3 separate regions of the Mus musculus genome follow, and regions 1 and 2 are each linked to region 3. The links are chromatin contacts, called in public HiChIP or PLAC-seq maps. All regions are on one chromosome and are shown on one strand. The core of a region is the stretch at or near the end of the contact, and the rest is flanking DNA. Distances in the headings are between cores, read along the strand shown.

Region 1 (4,582 bases), core at 1,943-4,442, 39 kb before region 3:
TCCCTTGTTTTCTTTTTTTTAATTGTTTTTGCTGGAGGTGGTGCCACACACCTTTACTCCCAGCACTCAGATCTCTGAATTCAAGACGAACCTGATCTACAGTGCGAGTTCCAGGACACGCAGAGCTATACAGAGAAACAAACCCTGTCTTAAAAACCAAAACCAACCAACAAATCAAATCAATAACAATTAATGAATAAACAAACACACAAGCAAACAAACACATGAATAAAAAATAAGTTTTGGCCCAGCAGTAATGGCACACGCCTTTAATCCCAGCACTCGGGAGGTAGAGGCAGGCAGATTTCTGAGTTCAAGTCCAGACAGGTCTACAGAGTGAGTTCCAGGACAGCCAGGGCTGAACAGAGAAACCCTGTCTCAAAACCAAAAAAAGAAAAAAAGTTATGTGTTTGTATTCACATGTGAGGGCATAGGTGTGTCATGGAGTATGTGTAAATGGTAGTCTGAGGAAAACCTCTATCTTGTACCTCCTTGAGGCAGGACCTCTCATATTGTTTGTTGCTATACTGTGCACCCCAGGTTAGCTCAATTGCCCTTGACCTCTGGCAATTCTCTCATTTTACCTCTTGTCTGAAATTATAGCCATGTGCTATTGGGTCTGTCATTACTAATCTGATCTCAAGTTGTCAAGACTTGTGCAGTAAGTACCTTCTCCCAGCACAAAACTTCCTTCCTGTACAAAATATGCATTTGTATGTGTGTGGGCGGGGGCGGGGTTCTGTGTGCGTGTGGCACACATTTATGTGGAGGTTAGGGAATAGCTTATGAGAGATGGTTCTCTCCTTCTACCATGCAGTTTCTGGGAATCCATCTCCGGTCATCCAGCAACTGCCTTTGCCCCCTGAGCCAGCCCAGCAGTCTCCCTCTTCTCATAAGCACACCAGCCTCCTCCAATGACCTCATTTAATTTCACTATGCCTATCCAGACACGGTTTCTAGGGAGGGGAAAGCTACAGAAAGGAGTTTATGCCAAGGTTATTGGTTAAAACAACTCTAAACCATTATGTCCACAGACTCTCTCATCTAGAATTTATGTTTCACATAGGCCTCAAGAGAATCTTATAAGGGATTCAACAAAAGCAGTGTGTACCACTGCCCAGCCCCTAGAAGTAAGTGCTCTTTTCAAATGCTTCCTCACTGATTCTTAGAAAGGCTTCCTGGAACAAACTCCAAATCCCTTCACTGTCCTTCGAGAGTTACTGGGAGACGATGGCTCTTCTGTCTTTGGTCATGGAGCTGCCAGTTTGTTCTCTAATCATAAAAAGATTGGTGTCCAATTTTCATTCCTCCCCCCACTTCCCTTCTTCACCCAGATGTCTGCTAATCCAAACAAGAACTGAGATGGGCCCTCAGGGATGAGTTAGGATCTGTGGCTGCTCTCAGATGAAATAATGGCCAGCCAGAGAGAAGGTGTCTTAGGGGCAGGGGATCGAGGAAGGGTCCAGGGACTCTGCAAAACTATGGCACCATGATAACAGCCAGCCTCCATTCCCCTAAATCCTTGTGTTCTAGAAAGAATTAGCTGTCGACCTGACACAGCCTGAATCATCTGAAAAAAAAAAAAAGGATTCAGGGGAGTCATTGTCTTTTTATAACATTGCTCTATGGACAGATCTGTGATATGAGCATGTCTTCAGAGAGAACTGGGCAGGACAGCTCAGCCTACTGCGGGTAGTACCATTCCCTGGGCAAGTGGTCATGGGCTATATTAGGAAGCTAGCTGGTGCATGAGCCTGGCAAGGGTGTCAGCATGCCCCATCCTCAGTGGATCCTGCTATATACTCCCTTGGCTCTAAGTGAGAATTCCTATCTTGACTTCTCTCAGCAATGGGACAGTGACCTGGAAGTGTTAAGTTAAAATACATACTTTCTTTCCCAAATTGCTTTTGGTCATGGTATTTGCCAGAGCAACAGAATATAATTAGGTCATCTTCTTGGTCACAGAAGCCCAGGCTATCTGATCAGAGAGGGATCTTCAAATGGTTTTGCTCCAGCATATTGGAATCCATGTTGGGTTATAGAAGCCTTAAAAAATGATAAAGCTATCAAACCCAGCCCAGAAAACACACGTTCACAATAGTGTTGAGATTGTTTCAGCGCCACACAGACCCTGCTGAACTTGCTCATGAAGCTACAGCTGAGAACCCCTGGTTTGATGCTCTTCTCATCCCCCTTCTCCTGAAAAATACTAGGTGAGGGAATGTAATTGGTTCTCTTCCACCATCATTCTGACATCGTCCACCATCATTCTGAGGGTCTTCTTGGTCTAATCACTATTCAGAGTTTGTTTCTATAAACAAACATGGCTTCTGGCTTCTGTCAAAGAAGGACATTTGAGATGTCTTTGCTTTGGTAACGGTGCCATCGAAAGAGTTCTTGGCCGGCCTTAGAAAGTAAGCCAGCCGTTGGAACGCAGAACTTTGCAGTCTTCTTCCCTGGGATGCAGATTCCGTTCCAGGTATGCAATTGTAGAGAGAGAGAAAGAGAGAGAGAGAGAGAGAGAGAGAGAGAGAGAGAGAGAGAGAGAGAGAGGAAGAAGGAGGAGGAGGAGGAGGAGGAGGAGGAGGAGGAGGAAGAAGAAGAAGAAGAAGAAGAAGAAGAAGAAGAAGAAGAAGAAGAAGAAGAAGAAGAAGAAGAAGAAGAGAACTGTCGGAGAAGGTAGACGGTCTTGAGCTGAAGTCATTATGGGAAGCAAGGTAACTCTGTGATTTGCTATGATCTTGGGGCGACACCAAGGAGCACTTTTCTTGACAGAAATCTCCAAGAGCCCACAGCAAACACTCCTTATGCACACCCAGGTCCTGCAAACATCCACTGCCTTTGACTCTGGAGCTCTGATACAGGTGTGCAGGATGCTATTAACTGTGAGGCAGGTTAGGGGGTTTTATTGGGAGATTTTCTAAGAAAATCTTGGAATGGGGACAAGTTCTGGAGAGGTCTTTAAATTGGAAATGACCAAGTGGGGGAGGGTTTTGCATTGTGTCCTTGGTTTGTTTTAGAATTCTTAGAAGACTCTGGACTAGGGGCAGTATGTGAACAGGGTAGGAGCAGTTTCTCTCAGTACCTTGTGGACTAAGGGCCGGTGGGGTCCGGACCCTTCCCCTTCGCCCAGTGTTTCAGTTGCCTGCTACCTCCTCCAGGCCGAAGGCGGGCCGGGGAGGAGAGAGGCCAGAGGGGCGGACCGCGGCTGTGCAGGCGGCGGTGTGGGAGCTCGGGGGAGCCGGGCCGGAGCCGTCGGGCGCCCGGCGACAATTCCCCCCGCGGCGATCGCAGTGTGCGGCGGGGCGGTGGGCGCGGAGGCGGAGCTGGAGGGGGCATGCCTGGCTGCTGCGAGGCCTCGGGGCGCGCCCCGGCCGCCGTCCCCACCTCCGCCTCCTCCTTCTCCTCCTCCGTCTCCTCCTCCTCTTCCAGTCCCGCCGCCGCCGTAGCCAACATGGCTGCGCCCCGGAGCCCGGGAGGCGGCCGTTGAGAGCTGCCCGATCGTCCCGGCCCCGAGGCTCGCAGGCCCCGGCCCATGGGCCCCGCCGCCTCGCGACTCCCGGCGCGCTAGGCTGCCGCCCAGTTCGGCGTGCAGCCCGCCGGCCTCGGGAAGCCCCGGCGCCGTCCGGCGGGGCGGGGCGGGGCGGCGCGGGCCGCCACCATGGAGCCGCAGCGCCGGGAGCTGCTCGCCCAGTGTCAGCAGAGCCTGGCCCAGGCCATGACCGAGGTGGAGGCCGTGCTTGGGCTGCTGGAGGCAGCAGGAGCGCTGAGCCCCGGCGAGCGGCGGCAGCTGGACGAGGAGGCGGGAGGCGCCAAGGCGGAGCTGCTGCTCCAGCTCCTCCTGGCCAAGGAGCAGGACCACTTCCAGGACCTGCGCGCCGCCCTGGAGAAGACTCAGCCTCACCTGCTGCCTATTCTCTACCTGAACGGCGTCGTCGGGCCGCCGCAGTCTACAGAGGGCGCGGGTGAGTGGCAGTCCCGCGCGGCCCCTCCTGCCCTCCGGCCACCCCTTCTCTCTGCAGCTCACCAAGGGGGTTGGGGGGGCCGAGGCTCAGGTCGCAGCCACCGCTCTACCTGTATGGCGCGGGTGACACCTTCTCTCTTATCCTACCCGGGGAGGGACGGATGCCTGGAACCTCATTCACACCTCCTGCCTCTGTTCTGCGGTTTTCTGGGAACAATAACCCCCTCACCGAAAGCCTTGTCTTTCCTCTCCTTGTTGCTACTGCTGCAGAGTCCTCCGGAAGCCACCAGGTCTGGTGGCGGGGCGGAGGTCGGAAGACACCTCGGAAGGATGTCGGTCAGCCCCCTTTCTAAGCTTCTCACGGTCGGCTAGCCCTTCGGGAGCCCTGGGTTGCAATCCGCAGGAAGGGAATATAGGCCAGGGGAAGATCCCCTAAGTTCTGATCCCTGCAACCCTCTTTAGGTCACTCGTGTCTTTTCACTTTGTGTCCGTGCCCGTTTCCTTCTCGTCCCCTGGACCTCAGTCTCCTAACTCGCCCAGATTTGCTGTGAATTATGCACACCGCCTTCCCCGGTTTCTTTGGAAATTGTGGGCCCGGAAAAGTTGAGGAAGTTGCAT
Region 2 (4,095 bases), core at 1,419-3,918, 56 kb before region 3:
TATTGACTTAGAATACAATTGGCAAGACCTTTGAAGCACCATTATCAATTTATCAAATATTAATAATTTTTCTTATTAATCTGAGTGGTGATGGCACACACCTTTATCCCAATACTCAGGAGGCAGAGGCAGGCAGATTTCTGTGAATTCTAGGCCAGCCTGGTCTACAGAGTGATTTTTCAGGGCATGCAGGGCTACAAACAGAAACCCTGTCTCAAAAAACAAACAAACAAATAAACAAACAAAAACAAAGGAGAGGAAAATAAGAAGCTAGGCTGGGAAAATGGCTTACTGGGTAAAGTGCTTTCACCACAAGCTTAAAACCTACATTTGAATCCCCAGAGTCCATCTGTGTAAAGCCTTGTGCCCTGTGTGTGTCTGGAATCCTAGTGCTCCTCTGCTGAGCTGGGACACAGAGGCAAGACAATCAATAGAAATGCCAGGACCACTTATCCAGGCATACCCAGGGATGAAAACATCACAGAGGATGCACGTCAATGGCTCAGTTGATGGAAGGACTGCACGTGAAGCCTGATGACCTAAGGATGTGCTTGGGAACGCATGCAAGGGTAGAAGGACAGAAATGACCCCACACAGGTTTCCTCTGACCTCCACATGCAAGCAGAGGCATGCACACACCTGTCCCTGTACACAATAAAGCTAAATCCAAAGAGACGCTAGCTCAAGGTAGAAAGTAAGGACCAACAGATGACATCATCCTCTGCCCACAACACCCATGCTCACACTCACACAAACATGTTTGGACATATATCAGACACATGCAACACACACACACACACACACACACACACAAACACACACACTTTAAACAACAATGACATTCTCTAGCTAGCCTGCAATGAACAAATGTATCAGCGACTCATTCAGCCATCTGTGAAATACTACCTGGCAGATATGAATTTGTCACTTTGACAATAAACCCACTGGTCCAGCAGAAATGGACCTAGACCAGAATGTCAAGTCTCAAGTTCTAGTGACTACTCTGCAGGCCCCAGGAGTCTCTCAGAGGCAGAAGTCTCTGTGTGTGCGTCAGCAAACACATGCTGGTCATTACTGCTCAGCATCGAGTCTTGGCCAATTCCTACCTCCCCTCCTCCCTCTCTGGAATGTTCTTGAGCCCATTACCATGACTGTGACCATGACTGTGACACAGGCCTCCCAGCACTGGTGTCATTGCAGACTATAGCTGATCTAGCCATCTTTAGCCCTCTAGCCATGACAATGGAGTTTCATTTGCTAGCTGTCTGTCTCCCCAGGGAGACATAAGCAATGTGAGGTTTGATGTGTTGCATAGAGTTCATTTTCAATACTAGCCCGAAGCAGAGTGAACCATAAACACTTAAAAAGTGCAAGACCAAGCCAGGCTTGATGGTAAAAGTCTTTCATTCAAGCACTCAAAAAACAGAGGCAGGCAAATCTCTGTGAATTTGAGGCTACCCTGGTCTACAGAGCAAGTTCCAGAACAGCCAGATAATACACTTAAGACACTGTGTTGAAAAAGAAACAAAGCCAAGAAGGGGGCTTGAGAACTGACTCAGTAGTTAAGAGCACTCGCTGTTCTTGTAGAGAACCAGTATTCAATTCCAGGCAATCATATGGAGGCTCGCCGCTGTCTAAAACTCCACTCTCAGGGTATCCAACACCTTCTTCCAGCCTTTCCAGGCACATATGTGGTGTACAAACATACCTGCTGGCAAAGCACCCATATGCATAAAATAATAAATATTTAAAAAGGAAAAAAGGATAAAAGAATACAAGCCACGGGCTTATGAAATGGCTCAGTGGGTAAAGGCTTGCTGCACAAACCTGAACCCCTAAGTTCAAGCCACAGAATTTACATAAACATGCAGGGAAAACAATTGACCCCACAAAATTGTCTTTTGACCTCCACTTGTGCACATACAGAGAATAATAATTTGTAAAAATAAACCAAAATTACTCATAAAAAATCAGTTAGGCTGGAGTCATGCCTCTGTTATAGAACACATCTAAGGGTTACATCCTTAGCACCAAAATTAAAAACACACAAAATATACAGAAGAAAGTGAATTCAAGACCCAACTCCCTCTGACTTAAGCATCAAAGAGTAAAGGTCTGGAGCCCAGACCTTCCTCTCTCGTAATTTGAGGTTCCTATGACAGTGCCTGTCATCCTGATCAGACTCAGGTGCCCACTTTGCCGCAGAATCGTCCTATTCACGGTCTACACAAACCAGAGACCTCTTGTCCTTGAACTATCTCACAAAAGACCCCATTACAATTGTGCCAGAGAGAGTGCTTCATAGCGCTAGATTCAGGAAAACAGGCTGTGACCCCTCCTCCCTCCAGTTTCTGCCTGCAAGCCTGGGCCCCAATCCTGGCCCCCAACACAAGAACCAGAGCCAAATGCTTCTAGCATATACCACTATGGGTGATTTATTTAAGGGTCTCCAAATAATCACTTAAGCGTCACCATGGCAACCTGAAGAGTTGCCATGGAGATTGGAGCAGGAAATGTCCCCATGGAGACACCTGGGAGACTCCATAGGAAATCATTACCAGGTGGAGGGGCTTGGTAAGGGGGGTGCTGAACACATAAGGGAGCCCTGTGATCTGCACTCTGACAGGAGGAGGGAGGCATGGGGGCCAAGGGAAAGAAAGCAGCTTAGAGAGGCAGGAGAGTTCCTGATTTCCACAAGCACCATTCCACTTGATGCAGAACTGCTAGAACAAGCACAGCAGAGCTCAGGGAGGAAGGACAAGCATGGGTGGCAGAGGTGGCCCCCAGGGGAAGGGGAGGGTTTACTCTAAGTGCTTTGTCTTGCATTTGGATTTATTTCACCACGGTGTGCAATATTAACTGTTCTTACAAATGTGGCTGGTGATCATTTATCATGTTGACTATGTTGTCTCCTCAAACCAATCTCACATGGCAGAAGTGAGCTCAATTTCAGGAGTGTGGAAACACTGTCCACAGCGAGCCACGGTCATCTCACAGATGACTCTAGCTTCTCAGACTCTCTTAGTAAGTCAGCATTTGGGGGCAACTATATTCCCACCATAGCACTGTCACACAGGACGTGACTTCAGACTTGGCCTTCTGGGGTCAGTTCTTTTGTTTCAGGGATCGAAGAGGGGGCGCTTCCTGCACCAAGGTGAGTCTGCAGCTCCTGGAACCCAAAGTCACCATGGGCTCTGTCCACTTCATCTCTACCTGAGACTCCACCCTGCATTGCACCTGCTCCACAGCCCCCACCCACTCTTGCTTCAAAGCCCTGAGCTGGATTCGCATTCACAGAGAGCCAGCCTGCCGAGGGTGTTAGGAGGCAAGCTTCAGGGGCAGCAGAACAAACCTGTCTCTCCTTTGGCCTCTGCATCCAGCCCTGTGTGTGAGAGCTGGGCAGACAGCTCAGCTGACCCACCCGTGCTTCCACAGACAGTCCACACCCAAACGGTGCCAAGTAAAGCTGGAGAGAAAGGAAAGGTATCAGAAGAGAATTAAGGTGAGGAGGTGACTCAGCCTAGCGGTAGCCTGCAGCCATCCAGGAGGAACTCTTCAGACCAGGGCTCTGCTAGGCTCAGCTTGCAATCTGGCCTGCAAGTATTGCTCCATGGGTGAGCACAAGGCAGGGAAGGGAAGAGCTGACTAAGCTGCTGCCTTGAACCTGGCCCCCCAGAGTAACTGTCAGGCCATTATGAGCTAGATCACTGGCGTTACATGCAAACAGGCTTAGGGTTTGATCACCTGGTGGAGAGTGGAATCAGGCTGGGGAGGTGACTCTAAGCAACAGATAACTTCAACCTTGGGAGGAGCCGCTCACAATGAGGACTGAGCACCCAGTGGGTGGAACTGAACCCCCGGAGCAGCAGAGGAAAACCATCAGGAGTAGCAGCTTGGCAATCCAACAGTTCAAGTTCTTGACTCAGGACAAGATGCGAACCTCTCAGAGATTTCCTTAACTGAATAAACCCTGGGAAGCAAAGCCGATCCAACTATTGATTCCTTCACTATTGATTACATTCACACCATAAATTCTCTGGCACACCGGGAACTAGGCTCAGTTTAGGATGAATTTTAAGGAGTGCACCTCCTCAC
Region 3 (4,023 bases), core at 799-3,298:
TGACGGCAGGAAACCAGGCTAGTGTTCACAGTGGAAGGCAGTATTACAGGTTGTCCTTACCTGGTGTTGATTGACAGCTTTACACCTTTCTCTTCACCTCCCACATAGAGCTCAGCCTCTCTGAAAGGAGTTAGTGTTCCCAGGCACTTGCCTGTGGTGTCTGTCCTCAGCCTTCTGTTGGTGGGGGACCTTTCATCCAGATAAAAACAAACACCAAACATCCCATCTCTACCAGGCTAACTAGGAGCAAGCAGACGGTTGTGTGTCTCCATTAATTCTGACTTTGCTTGCTTGCTTTTCTCCACTGTTTCATGTCATGGGTTCTACATTGGAGAGGACTTAGAGAGGCAAGCCTGGCCTCTGAGTTTTCTGGAGTCCTGTCTTCCAGATTCAACAGTACAGTACACAGCTTCAGGCACACTGTGTTCTTATTCCACCCCCCCTCCCCCCATGCCACTGCCCACCACACAGGGGCATGCTCCCATGGCCTGGGCAGTGGACAAGCTACCTACCACCTTTGCAAGTTAGATTTGTTGTCCTTTTGATGACCCCAAAAGGGGAGAGATAAGCACTGTTGCTTTGCTTATCCAAGTTGAAGGTACCTGTCCTCAGACTTTGCAAAGAACACTATAGTGTCACCTCTGAGGGTGGAGAACCTGCATCAAATCCTCATGTGCTAGCCTCATGTGTTGTTTTGGGTGAGTTGTGCACATAGAGGACAAATCAAGTGTGGTCTGAATCACCAGCTGCTGTGCACAGAGGTGGTCAGCATCTTTGCACCCTCAGAGGAACCCCTAAGCTGTGTGGGGCAGGTAGGGCTCCCTTGACTGACTGACATGCCTTAGTCTGTGTGTACTGCATCCTGTGGCCACCTCTCTTGTTTGCTGAAATGCCTGAGCTTTGTCCGCCTACAGTGTTGGGTCTCAGTATGTACAACTTGGAACAGGGGCTGCCCTCAGTACAGTGCTTTAGGCGACTTCCCTAGTCTAACACCACAGGAGGTGAGCAGCAAACAGAGACTCTCACCACCCTCACCGTCCTTATCTCCACAGTCAGGGAGGGAGAGAGGCTCACCAGTGAGGACTGCTCCATGTTCTTTATTCTTCTCTAAGACGTTCTGCCTCCTCAGAGCCCCAAGAGCCCAGACTCACAGGGTAGCATGTGTAGAATATGTCCTCTTTACCTTAAACAAGTCAAATAACTGAGAGCTTCTGTTTCTTCCCCTGTAAAATGAACCTAATGAGAACTACAGGGTCACTGTGGATGTTAACTGAAGCCATGTCTACAGTGTGACCCAAAGCATGCGCAGTCCTAGCACTTAGCAGGCGGAAGACCCATTAACTGCTATCATCAACCATTAGAGAGTGCCGCGCAGTCTGCAGTCTCTTTATGGACTGTGACTTCATCACTGTCGCAGCCTTCCCTTTAGGTATTGCCGGCGTGGAGAAGGGCGGGGTAGGAAGGGCCTGCTGCAGGCTGGCTCACCAGAATCTAGGTTCGGCAGCTCGTGCTTGGGGCTGGCTCTGTTAGGTGTTTTAGACAATCTCTGTGGAGCAATTCAGTTGATCCTCGCAGGACTTTCTCGAGGAAAGCATCCCCACGATACAGTAAACATATAGACACACAGAGAGCCTGAGGGTATGGGCGAGGTACGGGTGGATTTGGGGAGATAAGCCCCAGGGAGCTCCAGTCACTCCATCCCCTTTGGCCTAGAGGCTCAGATGGGAAGGACTCTCTTAAGCCTCCGAGCAGGTGTGCAGCCTCTGGAGCGTCCCAGCCTGGTTCCTCTCACCTGACCCAGTGCCCTGAAGAGACACGTGTGAGTCTGGGAGTCATCAGACGTGTGGGTTGTAGTTCCTCAGGTGTGAGTGGGAGGAGGAGAGCAGGGTGGGGCAGGCATCTGCTGCTGATACCTGCTGTCTTGGGCCTTGGAGCCCACTTGCCGGTGGTTGAGTGGTAGGGGCTAGCCTGTCTGCGGCCGTGCTGTCTCAGGATGCCTGGTGACCACGGACCTCGGCATGCTAGTTCAGCTGTTTTGAGTTTCCATGGTGCAAGCGTGAGTCACCCAGCCCTTTACAATTCCAGGTGACTGGAGGGGTGGGTGATGAGACACTCCCTGGCCTTGCAGGCTGCTGAAAGGGGCCTGGGAGTCTGGGTTGTTCCCTTATCACCAGAGTTCTGGAACTTCTTTTGAAGTCTTGGTGACCCAGGAGGACTGAGTCACACAGTAAACAGAATTAGCAGGCCTGAGCTCTTCTAAAGGATGTAGATTATGCTTGGGGGCAGCGGCGGGGGGGGGGGGTCGGGGGGGGGATCGGGGGGGGGTCGGGGGGGGGTCAGTTACCTCGTGTCTCTAGGTCAGCTGTCTCTCAGAGGTACCTACTCCCCCAGGGCTTCTGTGGAAACTTCCATCCACAGCCCCACTCTGGCTCGTCTCCCTGCTAGCCGTGCTTCCTGTCCTTGGTGCCTGCACTACTAGTCTGTGTCCACAAGTCCCTGGGCCTTCTTAGGAATGTGGTGACAGGTCCTCTCTTGATTTACCATTTAACCAGGTCCTCAAGCAATTCCTCAGAGGGCAGACAACCCACATAGGTGACAGTCAAGCCATCTGAAGCTGACCACAAGCTTGTCTCCTGTGGGAATGTCCGGTCTGCTTAGGATCTCACAGGCTGTGAGGGAAACTGGCTGTTCTTCTGTGTCTGGTGGTCTGGGCTTCTGAACAAAGCATGGTCCATCATCACAGAAGCTTTCTAGGGTACCTTAGGCTTCAGTTACCTGCAGTAGTCCCTTCTGGGGATTTGAGAAATTGTCACATTCTTATGGCCATTGTAGACAGACAGGCTAGACAGGACATCTGAGTATACTGGGCTGAGGTGGGACTCTTGTAAAACCCCAGAGGGAGAAGACACCAGACAATTGCCCCTCAGGAAGCTATCAGCTTTGAAAAGATACGGTATAATTTGTATGTGTGTGTGTGTGGGAGGGGGAGGGGGCTACCTCTTCAGCCTTCTGCTAACAGTCCTGAGCACACAGGGCCTTAAAGACAATAGTTACAAAGACAAAACACTGCTCAGACAGTGTCTTCTTTGGGTCCTTTCCCCCTAATGACGTCCAGGGCTCTAAGAACATCGTTAAAATCGGGCCTTGTTCAGTCTTAATCAATTCACAGGCCAGGAACCCTGCCAGCTGCCTGTGCTGAGGGGCCAGGATGATGCCCAGAGATTCAAATAAAGATGTCACTCTGCCCCCGGGAAGGCCTCATACCCCAGTCAGGACTTTGGGGACAGGAAAGAGGAACAGAATGTATTGGTTGCAGAAATGTGAAATGTACTCCCCCAGCTAGGGAGGACACTAGGCAGGGAGGAGAAAGTGCATCTGCCAAGCTTAATTAACAGTGGAAATTCGCCATGGGGAGGAGGAGGTAGCGATGTGTGTGTGTGTGTGTGTGTGTGTGTGTGTGTGTGTGTGTGGTGGGGGTGGTGATGGGGTGGGGGTGGGGGCAGGCTGCTTTACTGGAAGATGGGACAGTGCTGATGCCAGTAAGAGAAAGAAGTGAGCCTTCCATTCTGGCAGTGGCATTTCCAGAGCACAGGCAGAAGTGCCAGGCTGGGTTGAGTTGAGCACAGATTTGTGGGGGTGTGACTGGGAGCATATATTTGTGCCTGCTTTCCCAGGTAGGTGTCTTTTCCAAAACAATCCACCATATAGCAGCTGGCCAGCCTTCCTGATCCCATAGAGAAAAGGAACTACAGCCGTCTGCGATGTGGCTGTGCTTGACTTCAAGGGTGCCAACCATAGAAGAGAGGACTTAAAATTTGCATATAAGTAATGTTGTACAGATCGATTAGCTTGTGTTTATGCACGATGTGCATACACACCACCACCACCACCACCACCACCACCAATTAAAGAAAAAGAGAGCCAGGTATGGGAAGGAGAGTCATGGGGGAGAGGGTTGAAGGAGGAAATGGAAGGGTAATGATGTAATTCCATTATAATCTCAAAATAGAAAAAATTACTGAA

Evidence for each region. HiChIP or PLAC-seq counts read pairs in DNA pulled down with a chosen protein or histone mark.
Region 1: a contact with region 3 is called in an H3K27ac HiChIP or PLAC-seq map of trophoblast stem cells, with 69 read pairs. The contact joins the promoter of Dlg5 here to the enhancer-like site in region 3. A contact is called at or near these places in 6 of 39 promoter capture datasets (the 3T3-L1 cell line, cancer-associated fibroblasts, epiblast stem cells and 2 more), 24 of 484 Hi-C or Micro-C datasets (the Patski cell line, cerebral cortex, cortical neurons and 11 more), 19 of 115 datasets of contacts at active chromatin or transcription factors (cardiomyocytes, craniofacial prominence, embryonic fibroblasts and 13 more) and 3 of 9 other capture datasets (adipose tissue, liver and pancreatic islet).
Region 2: an H3K27ac HiChIP or PLAC-seq map of trophoblast stem cells shows a contact between it and region 3, with 52 read pairs. The contact joins two enhancer-like sites. A contact is called at or near these places in 1 of 39 promoter capture datasets (epiblast stem cells), 2 of 15 datasets of contacts at CTCF or cohesin (both in the NIH/3T3 cell line), 13 of 484 Hi-C or Micro-C datasets (3T3-L1-derived adipocytes, the N1E-115 cell line, cerebral cortex and 9 more) and 8 of 115 datasets of contacts at active chromatin or transcription factors (cardiomyocytes, differentiating embryonic stem cells, embryonic fibroblasts and 4 more).

The regions. Positions count from the first base shown.
Region 1 is chr14:24,244,530-24,249,111 of GRCm38.p6, reverse strand. Dlg5 (discs large MAGUK scaffold protein 5) reads left to right here and starts at 3,192. Exons shown (of 32, transcript NM_001163513.1): 1 at 3,192-3,965. The coding sequence starts at 3,662.
Region 2 is chr14:24,261,499-24,265,593 of GRCm38.p6, reverse strand. No RefSeq gene overlaps it. Among named protein-coding and RNA genes, the nearest start is that of Dlg5, 18 kb to the right of the region's middle. RefSeq lists an enhancer at 1,085-3,902. Within about 2 kb of position 2,668, at least 44 of the 459 cell types and tissues checked have an H3K27ac peak or open chromatin away from gene starts, as enhancers often do. A contact at or near this core is called in trophoblast stem cells, where this site is marked.
Region 3 is chr14:24,204,951-24,208,973 of GRCm38.p6, reverse strand. All of the region lies in intron 1 of Dlg5 (discs large MAGUK scaffold protein 5), which reads left to right. Among named protein-coding and RNA genes, the nearest start is that of Gm52143, 4.8 kb to the left of the region's middle. Within about 2 kb of position 2,048, at least 123 of the 459 cell types and tissues checked have an H3K27ac peak or open chromatin away from gene starts, as enhancers often do. A contact at or near this core is called in embryonic fibroblasts, embryonic limb bud, embryonic stem cells and 11 more, where this site is marked.